2 separate regions of the Rattus norvegicus genome follow, and region 1 is linked to region 2. The links are chromatin contacts, called in public Hi-C maps. All regions are on one chromosome and are shown on one strand. The core of a region is the stretch at or near the end of the contact, and the rest is flanking DNA. Distances in the headings are between cores, read along the strand shown.

The links. A called contact is a pair of places that touch in the nucleus more often than the background predicts.
Region 1: a Hi-C map of the A7r5 cell line shows a contact between it and region 2, with 4 times the contacts expected there. The contact joins two enhancer-like sites. A contact is called at or near these places in 6 of 12 Hi-C or Micro-C datasets (the A7r5 cell line, the Rat2 cell line, Schwann cells and 3 more).

What each region holds. Positions count from the first base shown.
Region 1 is chr6:67,805,737-67,812,376 of GRCr8, forward strand. The region is part of intron 2 of Stxbp6 (syntaxin binding protein 6); the gene reads right to left. Among named protein-coding and RNA genes, the nearest start is that of Stxbp6, 75 kb to the right of the region's middle. Within about 2 kb of position 3,830, at least 12 of the 93 cell types and tissues checked have an H3K27ac peak or open chromatin away from gene starts, as enhancers often do. A contact at or near this core is called in the A7r5 cell line, where this site is marked.
Region 2 is chr6:67,640,542-67,646,774 of GRCr8, forward strand. No RefSeq gene overlaps it. Among named protein-coding and RNA genes, the nearest start is that of Stxbp6, 240 kb to the right of the region's middle. Within about 2 kb of position 3,575, at least 1 of the 93 cell types and tissues checked has an H3K27ac peak or open chromatin away from gene starts, as enhancers often do. A contact at or near this core is called in the A7r5 cell line, where this site is marked.

The DNA.
Region 1 (6,640 bases), core at 2,580-5,079, 170 kb after region 2:
AAAGCCTCACACCCACGATCACCAGCACATGAATCTTACTCGTTCGTTCTTTCTTCTGCTAGCTTTCTTCTCCCCTCTTCCTACATCACTTAACAATCAAAACAATCCCTCACAGACATGCCCTCTGGCCAACCTGACCTAGGTAATTCCTCATTAGGACTCTCTCTCCCAGGTGACAGTTAACACTAACCACACAGAATGTCTGTGAGAGAAATTGGTGGCAGGAGCTTTTATCATCAGCAATGTTTCAGGATACTCAAACGGACATGGCAAAACGGTCTTAGAGCCCAAGCCCTTAGTAGGATCCCTATACCTGGGCATAAGCCAGTGATCAGCAGTAGTACAGATGAAGTAGGGGTGCTCTTTGGGGCACAGAACATTGGGGAGGTGACCTGGGCATAGGATTCTACTTTCTAGAGCAGGTTCCTTAGAGACCAGTGCCACCATAGTGAATCAACTCGGCAAATGACAGCTATAGCAGCAGCTTCCATTCAGTGATGACCACTAGGTACCAGGAAGAAGGGTAAGATGCAGCACACATTACCTCTCGTCTCTACAACCACTCCAGACTCAGCCTCAGAGCTCAGGAAACAACACACAAGGGGAAGTAGCCTGTCTCAATGGTATCTGTGCACATGCACACATGTGGTGTCTAAGAATCTGCCTATGGGTGTATGACCCAAAAGCCACACCTACTCCAACAAAGCCATACCTCCTATAGGTACTCCCTATTGGAGCCATTTTTATTCAAACCACCACAGTAGGTGTTTATCTGTCCTCAAGTCTAAGAAAACAAAACCTCACACAAAACAATAAGGCATCTGCCTTGTGGTTGTCTTGATTTGCAACACAGTTGACATTGCCTTCAAAACCGAAAACTCAACCCTCACTCTCTTGATGGTCAGGTCCAGGCACCCTGGTTGTCAGCAGGTAAGACAGATACAGAGGAGTGGTGTGTGCCCCCACTGCATTCTGCACTTACATATATTGCATTTTAGGCATTAAGCATACTCTTGTGGCCCATCAGATCCCTGAAACTAGCACCACAATCTGCAGGAGTCTAAACTCTTCACCAACTACAGTGTTGACAACTAACTCTGACTGGGCCAGGAGCTAGTAGTACCCTACAACTTCCACACCAAACCCAGGCCCAAGAAATCTTTACTATCAGCAGAGTAAAGTAGTACATACAGATTGAGCACATTTTGTGACCAGAGCTAGAGAGACAAGGACAAAATGTAACCAGAGTTGGGTACAACCGACACTGGTACAGCACTCAGACCGTCCAGCATACTTAGCCTCCACACATATCCAGCATGATCTAGCTTAAACCCCCACCAGCTTGTCATTGCATTATCTCATGATAGCACTCAAATTTTTAAAATAAGTATTTAAAAAAAATACTCTTTGATTTGGCATTTTTTAGACATGTGTATAGCTCCAACTGGTCTTACTATGTAGCTCTAACTGACTTGAACTAGACTGTAACTTCTATGCGTTAAGATTATAGGTGCATACGACCATACACCAGTTTCACACTTGGCCTTTATGTATGTGAAAATTGCGGTTTTAAATGACCAACTGGGGTTGGGGATTTAGCTCAGTGGTAGAGCGCTTGCCTAGCAAGCGCAAGGCCCTGGGTTCGGTCCTCAGCTCCGGAAAAAAAAAATGACCAACTGACTTTGAGTATTTTATAGTTGGAAAGTCCACGTTTCTCTCCACCAACCCTTTTTGCCTTTACAAAGTTCCTCTGTACTTCCTCTGTACTTCCTCTGTACTTCCTCTGTACTTCCTCTGTACTTCCTCTGTACTTCCTCTGTACTTCCTCTGTACTTCCTCTGTACTTCCAGGACTTACTACCAACCCATAAATGGAAGAGTCACAGCCTATGTACACAGAACTCTCACTTGATCCATACTGGGCCACATGTTTCTCCACTCTGGTGCTGTAGGAATGATGGAAGAGATTCACTTCAGGAGCAGCTTATCACCCCTAACTTGCCAACATACACAGACACCTCTACAATTGCAAACCACACAAAAATAAAGGGAATGATACACCACGAAGTATCAGTCACAAAGCAAGAATCAGAAGTAACACTTGGATTCAGTATACTTACCTGAATAGTAAATTAAATCTGTGTAATGGTTTTACGTAAAATTTCACTTTTATTATAGAATAATTTGTGATGCTAACTAGTTAACTATACCATAAAACACTGGATGATTTGTGTAAACCAAGTGTCATAGCCTTTGAAGAATTTTGAGTACCACTGGTCTCTTCCTTCACTAGTGAAAAATTAAAAGTGGTCATGAGGAAATCTAAAGACATTTCTCCCCCTGCTCGTGCCCTGCTATTTCCAGCAAAGACTCAAAGAACACGTTAACTATAAAAAAAGGTTCTTTTCTGCTGCTGACCTCTGTGTCCACTGAGCTATGAGACTTGGGAAGGAAGCAGGTTTGAAACATTATGTCTTGGCAATAAGATCCCAATCATCACAATGGTAAGCAAAGAATATTAATTTGTAAGTATGGCTATATAGAATATATATATATATATATATATGTATATATATATATATATATATATATATATATATATTTAAAAACCATACAAGCATTGCTTCTGAAACTAAAGGAGTCATTTACTGTGCTCCTGGTGCTAATGAGCCGGTCTATGAAAATGTATAATGCAAAACTCTTTGGCATTAAGTTTTGCTTTTCCAGTACTATTCTCTGTATACACACACACACACACACACACACACACACACACACACACACAGAGAGAGAGGGGGGGGGGGGAGAGAGGGAGGAAGGGAGAGAGAGAGAAAGAGAGAGAAATGCTAAAAGAAATATAAAGTTCATGCCATAGGAGAATCTCATACCAAATAAAAAGTTCTGAGCAAAAGCACAATGATCAAGATGTTAAGCCAGGTATTTTTCATGTTGCTTGTACCAAGCCCAAATGTTAGGAAAGCACAGCATGAATGATAATAATTGCTTGATAAATGCAAAAGGTTGGATCCCCTAGAACCACTGCTTTCCAAAGTCACCTTCTACAGGTACAAACTCACAGGGAAATGTGACCATTTGCAGTGACACAGCAGTTCGGAAAGGTGTTAAAAATTGTCATATTTTTTGACTAACATTTTAGATTAGGCCCTCTGAGTAGTTAGAGTGTTGAAAGTGTCAGTGAGGAGAGAGAGAGAGAGATTTCAGAATAAAAAGTAGCAGATGGCATGACAGGATGCAGAGGGCCAGCCAGGGGCATCTGAGTAGCAAGTGATAGCTGGGGAAACAGGCAGAGCAGGGTTGCCCCACCCTGAGTATCTAAAACTCAGAGAATTAAGTATAAGTCGAGGATACAGCTCAGTGGATAGGTGTCTGCCTAACAAACGCAAGGCTCTGATTTGATGCCCAATGCTTAAAAGAAAAGGAAATAAGAGTTTGACCTCAGGGCTACCTCTTATGTTGCTGGAGAAGAGAGAAAAAAAAATGGTATTTGTAGCAGTTCCAAACTCCAGTGAAAGAGAGGTTTGTGATTTCCTTTTCTCTTGGGAGAGGTGGCATGTTGGATCTCAGAACACAGCGGTCTCCCGTCATCTCGGTTTTATCTTTCCTTGGTCTCAGTTACCAGTGGTCAACAGCAGTTAAAAGTATTAAATAGAAAATTCCAGAAATAAACTCTGGTTTTCAGTACCTTCTGACAGTACACTGTTAATAATTGTCCATTATTATTCTGTCTATTTCTCTGTGTATTAGTTTCTTAGTTAACTTGTATCATAGGGATGCCAGACAGAGCAGCATACACACATAGGGTTTACACATAGTTTCAGGCATGAGCAAGATGCACTGGAATGTGGCCTGTGGGTGTGGGTGTGGGGGCCACTGTGTTGGAATTTTAGTTCATAAACGTCTAAAGAAAGTTTGCATAGCAACCCTAAAACAAACGATCTATACATGTGCAGTATAACAACCAACAGAAACATAGACTTCTGTACCAAAAAAAAATAAAAAAATAAAAAGGAAAGGCACTAGTCCCAAGAACTAACTGCCCATCCAGCAACCAAGGACACTGCTGAATCAGCAAAGGAGGAGGCTCCCTTGCATGAATCAATAAGAAGCAAATCCAGAAAGGAAATGCAGGCTTCCTTTTTTTAAGATCTGTACAAAAGGCCAAGACGCTTCAGAACTAAATAAATCTCAGCTCGACCTGATAATAACATACCAACAGCAAAGCTGTGGAGGGCTGCGTGTGGCAGCATTCAAAACAAACAGTAGAACGGAAACAAACCGTATCCGCCGGGCTTCAGGAGAGCAGACAACCTGAGGCGAGTTGGCATAGTTTGCCGTGCTTTTGGTGCCAGTGGTCTGCCACCAACTTTTGAAGACACAAGGTGCTAACCACTGTGACCGGCACCCCTTGTGTCTGGATGCTCATCACATCAAGCAGCCATTTCTTCAGTCAGAGACATTACAAATCGAGTCCACTGGCCAGGAATTCTTAGTAGAGTAAACGAGACTCCCAACTCTGAGAACGCTCATCAGGAGTCTGGAACTTTCACTTTATTGTCTTTCACCATAAGTCATTCAAAAACTTCAAACGTATTCATCAGTTAATGACTAGCTAGGCTGTCTCCAACTTCCGGCTATTACGAAGAGAGAAGAGAAGAGACTGGATGAGCAAGCCTCTGTGTAGGAGGATAGAGAACCTTTGAGTATCACTTGGGGTAGATCTACTCCCAGCCTCCCAAGGAACTGCCACACTGATTTCCATAGTAGTTGTACAAGTTTGCACTTCTACTAGCAATGGATGAGTTCCCCCCACCCCTTTCCCGGCATCCTCACTGCTATGAGCTGTCATTTATTTTATTAATCCTGGCCATTCTGACTTGGGTAAGAAGAAATTTCAAAATAGTTTTTATTCACATTTCCTTTATGGCTAAGGACACTGAACGTTTTATTAAGTGTTTCTTAGCCCGACCATTTTTGTTACATCCTTTGAGGACTCTCTGCTGATTCTGTAGTCAATTTTTAAATAGGGCAATTTGTTTCCTTGATGTTCAGTTTTTTTTTTTACTACATTTACACACTACAATATTAGCCGGCTGTTAAGAGGAATGAAACTAGAAAGTCTGAGGATTAATGGATGGAGCAGGAAATAATCATCCTGAGTGAGGTAACGCAGACCTAGGAAAGGCAAATGCCTATGTTCTCCTATTTATAGATGTTTTAGGGATGTATGCGCATATGTTCTAAGTTTTAGATATGTTTATATTGATAGAATAACCACAGAAGGTAATCTAGTACCAGGGTGGAATCAGGGGATCTACCAAGGAAATGGAGATATAATGTTATGAAGAGATGAAAGGCAAACTAGAATAAAATGATTAAATAGGGAGGATTGGAGTACAGTGAAAAGGAAGGCATATGGGGAGGGACAGCTAACACACTAGGCCTTTGAGAAGCCATATAGAATCCTACTATCAGAGAGGCTTCCTAATATGTTACATATATATGTAATATATCACACATATATCATATATTGCATACATATCATATATATTTTTGTATACATATATATATATATATATGAGTTATATGTTCCTAATCCATAAATAACACAGGCTATGGTGAAGGCTAGTAGTTAATCTCCACAACTTGACAGTATGGTCTTATTGCTGAAGACAACACTTACATAATTGAACATGGAGAAGTAGAGCTGGCTTCCACCCAGAAACTTCTTTGCTGTTGACTAGCATGCATGGTCCTGGAAGGTACACAGCAGCCGTGGTTATCTGCCCAAGATCAAACCAGGCAACATTCTAGCGTGAGGTGGGTGTTTCATGGCCTCCCACCATTAGCTAAGGAGCTACGGATCACTGATGGTTTCTAGGGGAGAGAGTCAGATTTATAGAATGTGACCCCATACTAGAAGTCATTCTAGTATACAACTAGAAGCATGTGTACAGCACACATTGGGAGTTGATGAGTTATTAAATTAAAAAGACAAAAATAAAATGACGCCAGGCTTTCAAAGTACTTTCCCTATGCACTTTCTGGGTCTCCGTGTCCAGAAGGAACTGGCAGAGAAGGACAGAACTGTGTGCTGCTTTTTACAGATGAACTCATATCCTTACAATCCTTAAACCTCACGAGACAGATGCCTCCCTGACCCACAGCTGACCGACGGTGTGTGATAACTATGGAGATCTATCCTGATGCTCACTTTAGCCACTCAAGTCAACCTCGCCTTAAATTCATCCCTTCCTCATCTAATCTGCTCTAGCCAGAGTAAAAAATCAGGTTGGCAAGAGATGAAATTTAAATTGTTGGGTTTTTTTTTTTTTCTTTTCTTTTGCTTAACTGCAGGAGTTCTGTGGTGCTAGGCCAGCTATGCAATCTCCGTGAACCTTGCTCTTGTTCTTAGAATTAACTTTGGGAATGGCTATGGGTTCTTTGTACACATAAAAATCTAGTATTCGGAGGTGGGGGTGGTAACCCTAAGAGGTTAATTACCTTTTACTTCAGTTGCTTTTTAGGTTCAGGTGCTGTTTCTGATAAAATGTCAAAGTAAATTATTGATCAAATGCACTGTCCTAAGGTGAAAATCATAAGCATTTTGGTGGGCATTTATT
Region 2 (6,233 bases), core at 2,325-4,824:
TCCTAGGTTCCTGTAGTTTTTAAAGTCTTTCAGATTCATCCCCCTGGGAAAATGAAGATTTCAGCATTTTATAGCCAAAAAATGTAAGTGCCGCTGTGATTATAGTTAACATGCATTGAATGCCTACAGTATGCTGTCGCATTGTTAAATATTTAACATAAAGCATTTCATTTAATCTTCAGTACAATCTCTGAACTGAGTCACTTTGTAATAAGTACTACTCTGTACACTGAATGAAATAGCAATGCTTCCTCTGATACGTGTACATATATGGTGACATACATATGCAAAGCCATGTACATTCTACTCAGGAGAGATTAGTTCAAGGGAAAATATTTTTAAACATCAGTATTTATATAGAGGTACTAAAAGGAAGTTATGTATAAAAAGCCAGGAACTCAAAGTTCATTTTTACTTGAGAGAAAATTATAAAGTTATTAAAAATTATATATCCATTTAATCCATAAACACAAATTACTTTTAGATATGTGGATACCACTGAGATTAGGCAACTCTTATAAAAGAAAACACTTAATAGGGACTTGATACAGTTTCAAAGGTTTAATCCATTTTCGCCATGGCAAGGAGCATGGTTTTGGAACAATAGCTGAGAGCTATACAAATAAATGAACCACATGTACACAAACATGAAGAAAGAAAGAGATGCTGCAAGGAGCTGGTCAGGGAAGGTCTTTCTGAGAAGACAGTTCAGTGGAGACTTTGGAAATGGTCACGATGTGACATGACGGGGAAGAAGTATTCTTGGCAGCAGACACAGCATTTGTGAAGGTTTTCTCATGTAGAAAAGTTTGACCTGGTTGAAGAGACCAGGCAATTACATTCTGTAATGAGGTAGCAACTGCACACATTCTGGTTGACTTTAGGAGATACGGCTCTCCAGGTCCTAGCAGATCTGGGAACTGAGTTTGAGCCTCTTCCCCTCTCTTCCATTTCCTCCCCTCCCCTTTCTTTTCCTACCTCCTATTCCCTCTTCATCCTCTTTTCCTTTTCTTCCCCTCTTCTCTTTCATTTCTTCCCCTGCTTTACTCCACAGGAGTAGAGCAGACATGATGGAACCCAGTGGGTAGAATGTGAACCATGCTCCTTTCCAATGTCCTCAGATTCTCTCTTGAAAATCTGGGGGTGACAGGCATGTGATGGGTCCTGAATCGGGAGGGCGGCTCCCCATTTTCCTTTACAGAAACAGGAAGTGTCAGGACTTCCTCTAGCTCAGGAGTGAGCTTAAAGGGAGATACTTGTTTCACTTCCAATCCTTTCTTCTATTGCTTTCAAGGGGAAAGTGAGGCCATATTGGGGCCCTCAAGGAGAAACTGAGCTGGTTGTAGCCTTACCACTTTCCATGTGGATAACAGTGCTACACTTGTGGGTTCAGATGAAGGGAGATGAGTCTGCCATTGATAGGATGCCCTTGGGCATCTTCTGTCAGAACCTGACTCTCAGGTAACTTATTAACTACCTCAATATTTTTCTCAGTAATTTCCCAGATTTGGTTCTTTTCTGTAGCCTCTTCTGTTAACTAATGTTAGAACACTGTCAGGACACCAGACTTGCCCACTGAGGAAGCAAAGACATCTCAGTTCAGTTCTTTGAACATGAATGTCACTTCCCTGAAAGGTTTTAAAACTTTGTCATTTTTAATGTTTCTTGGTGGGTAGACTTCAGCTTCTCTGACAGGCTATGAGGACTCACCAGCTTTACTAGTAGTCTTAGGGTACAATGCTTTCAAGGTGGGCATTGTACAGTGCAGTACCTTGACCAGCAGCCTAAATCCTAATGCTGCCATGTAGGCTTCTAAGATTTGGCCTCAGTTTAACTGCCATTCAATAGTATTAGTCTTTTTTTAATGTAGTGGGGTTATCTATCTACCTATCTGTCTGTCTGTCCATCTGTCTATCTATCTAGGATTTTTGAAACAAGGTCTATATAGCTCTGGATAGCCTGGAAGTCACTGGTTTTATTTTTTCCCAGTAAGTTCCTATCCATATCCTCTATCTGGAGACTTTATTATACAATGCTTCCAAGGTGGGCAGTACAGTGCAGTACCTTGACCTTGGGACGCTCATAACATTTGCTTTAGGAATGGCTTGTAGCCCAGCTGTCTTCTTCTATGAGCAACTTGGCACTACGCCTTACTGCTGCCTGTTTCATGTTCCATAATGGCAAGACTTTCTTGGGGCTTCATTTTCCTTTTGATGAAGTAAAAAAAAGTTAGTACCACCCACTGCTACTAGGATGAGCCCACAGGGAGAGAGGCGATGATACATAGCGTGACCCTTTGGACACTGCATGGGGACAGTGAGGACTAGGGTTTAGAAAGTCCACACCTCCATACCCCAGTGCTCTCTCAGTTGCTCCACCACGTGCCACTTCATCAGGCTGAGGCTCTGACCTTGCTTGTCTGGACGGTGCTTTATGAATGGCCTAATATTGAAGATAGGATTCCATTTTATAAATAAAAAACTTTAATTGTGTAGAAATAGTATGCTGTCACCATAGTTTTTCTGAAACTGTTTTTCAGCTGAATACGTCAGGTGCTTCCAGAAAGATACATCACCAATGTACATGTTAGTGAGAACTCCTTGCCTCCTGTTCTCTTTCAGGGCCATTTTAACATTGCATCAGGTTTAACCTGTAGAGCTGACGGTTCTTTTAAATACCATCAGGGCAGTAGTCTAAGAAGGTTCTTGTCAGCCTCCTTGGAGTGGTGCAGATGACTTTGTTGAAAGATTCTGAACCTTACTCTTGAGAGAGTGGCATGAATTTCCTACTCAAAGGACACATCAGAACATCTCCCAAACTAACTGCTCATTTTCATCTCCATGGTTGGTGACCTAGATATAGAGTTGAATTTCCCTTATTAATTTCGGTTTCTTGGAACTTTTTTTTTTTTTTAAGAACGTAGCTCCTACTGGGCACTGAGGTCAGCTATCTCTCATTTGCTAGAGCTTCTGTCTATGTGATGTAGAAGGATTATAAAAAATGATCAGAGAAGTGTGGATAGCATTTGCTCCAAATGCCTTGTAGGGAGTGAAGGAGAGTGTGTCCATTCACCAGCCAACACCTTGTTCAGCAGCCAGCAATGTCCTCCAAAGTCACTGTGTTGGTCTCATTCACAGGACAGACTCCAAGCTGACATACAATGAGTCCAGATATGGCATGCATGGGGGTGTACATTCAGTATGTAATTCAGTTGCTACACTTATAGTCACCTCCAAAGTCAAGTCTAACAAAGCTGGTGCTGAATTTTAAAGAAGAAATACTTGGAACACAGATTTCTCTTTTATTATCCTGAAATCCACACTCCTGCGAGTAACCACAAGGGGGTGCCCTACCCTAACTCACCACACTTTAAAGGCAGTGATTTAATTTGTGTGTGTGTGCGCGTGTGCGTGTGTGTGCGCGTGTGCGTGTGCGTGTGCGTGTGCGTGTGTGTGTGTTACAATTTATATATCTTAGTTTCACCCGGACAGCTTTCTTCCTTTTATCATAGTAGTGGGGATGGAACTTAGGACCTCACTGTAGACAAGCCTTCTACTGCTGAGCTAGACTTCCCACTCCCTTAAACATTTTCTTCCTAAATGGCATGGCTCAGTTTACACTGAAACATTCCAGACTGATGTAAACATGTCTACAAATACTGGGTGTTAACTCCAGGCCTGAAACAAAATACCCAGAAGGGAACCTTTGTGCTGTGAATAAAAGGCATGCTTACTCTTCAATAAAAGTGTATTCTTTGTCATCCTGAAATCAGAAAAAGACAATTCTTAAGGAAAACTTTATGCTTAAAGAAGTTCTTAAGGAAACTTTATGCTTCAGCCAGGAATTATTAGTCGTAATTAAACAGATCATTGATGTACATGCTCAGTGCTTACACAGGAATGCTCTTTAAAATTTGTGATCTCCAGTCTTCCTCCCAGCAATGCTTGAGGAATTCATGGGCTTGGTTTTCTTGTTTCTGTGTCATCCAACAAATAATTGTCAGAGCAACTGTAATACAACTGGCATTGGACAAAAGCCTCATCTATATCTAATGTTGACAAGTGATACCTGGGACTCAAAGGACTGGAGCATAACTTTCATTTCCCCCCATATCTAACTCTAGATGTGTGATATTTAAACTTACCACCCAGGGCAGATTGAAAGGAAAATGTATGTGTGGTAAAATAAACCTTCCCTCCACTGGAAAGAACCAGTAGTATTTAGAAGGCCTTAATAGAGGAAGTCTGAGAATAATGCTGACACATATGGCCAGCTAAATCACAAACCAGTAGACCTGACATGCATGGATCTGGTTTCTATATCATATTCCATGACACTCAATGCGATGGGCCATGGGATGGGCCAGACCTTTCATGTAGTCACCCTGAAGACCTATGGAGCTTAGCAATGACTCAGCCAACAGATGAAATTGTGGCAGAAAACTTGAAGAAAAGGCTTGTTCTATAGCAACTTCCTCTGAGGTAAACTTCCAAACTTCCATCCTGAAGGAGGCAGTCACATGATGTTTTCAATGGGTGTGAAACATTACTCCTGCAGGGAATCTAACAGGAAGGAAGCAACTGAAAAGCTTCAAGAAGTCCCTGAAACTTATTAAAATTCTACATCTCTCCTTTCCCAATATAAGCAATAAGAACTGATGAGAAATACTCTCAGAAAATTAGACCTAGAAAAGAAAGACAATAGCTAAGCTTCCTGAAACAAGCTCACCTGGAAAAGATTCTTTCTAATTTGACCAGCTGCTTATGGGCTGTACAGTGTACTCCAGGCTCCCAGCTTTTGTGAGCTGTCGCCTATGCTGGAGTGGGCTTTGGGCTTCAGTGATGCAGCTGTCTCCAAGTCATTTCTGCTCCTGTAAGTAACCCCTCACCTATATGCCTATAAGCAAGAGCAATAAAACCAAACAACCAAACAAAAAAAAAATGTCATGGTTTACCAAGCTGGATTTTCAATAGTATCCTTATTTTGGTCTGGGCTTAGTTCCCAGTCTGGAGTATACAGACATTTGTTCATATCTCCCAAAGAATAAGGAGGAAGTGGGCAGTGAAAATAGGATTTGGGAAATACAGAGGCTCCAGATGAGGCTCAAATGTGAAAATATGAGAATCAATGTAAAAAAAAAAAACTACACCTACTGGTAATTCAGTATAAATACACTTTATACTGAACATTCTTGGCAGCTTTTATTTGCTAGTTTAAATCTAGTAAGCATCTGGGAAAACCAGCTGCCCCACCATCTGGGGCCTGTAGAACGAATCAATGAATTAATTAATTAACAAAAGCAAGATAACCAGGGATAGCAAAACAGCAAATCTAAAAGTAAAAGTAAACATTGGAATAACATTAGAACTGGCTATGACAGTCAGGGTAAAGGCTGGCTGTAACCCTGGGTAAATCCACACTTTTCTGACATGTGCCCCTTAGACAGGCTGAGCTGAAGAAGAGATAAAGAAGAAATAGTAAAAAGACTTTGGACAGATTAGACTTTGATGAAGGTTTGAAGATAACTTCTGCATCAGGAAGGTTTGACTTCATAAAACAATTACATGTTGCTATGGCTTGGATTTTTTTTTTAATGTTTTCAAAAGTTCAACCTGTAAAGAACTGGCCTGTCATTTGAAAGCTAAACCTTTAAGAGGTGGGCGTAGTAGGGGAGCTTCAGGTTACTAGGGGTACACTCTTAAGAGTACTTGTGGAACCCAAATATTTTACTGTAATTTTCACTTTTGGCCATAAAGTGGGCAGTTTTGTATCATGGGTGGTGTATTGTTACATAACTGGAACGCAAAGGCAATGTGTCTGCACGATCACCCAAGGGATCCCCCAGAATTATGAGCCAGAGACACAAAGATTGCACTGGCTATTTGTCAAGTCGTGGAACACAGATACGATTTCCGGATTTCTAATGAGAACCGAAGGACACCCTTCTTTTGGTGTCTTACCTGGCTGAGGATTTAGCAATCACATTCCGAGCAGTGAACTGAACCTTGCCTGTGGGTACAGGCAGGTTTTAAAGCTGAAGTTACATAAAATGAGGAGCTTCATGATGTTTTCGTGAATTTCATTACACTGTGCTCCTGTTCAGTCCATTGCCTTCTGGCCCCCTTGCTCTCTATATACACATGTGATGAATCCAGATTGCACGTGAAAGTATGCTGTATCTCTCTTTCTTCCTATTGCTTTCGCCTGCTCTCCTCCTGGTAACCTCTACCTTT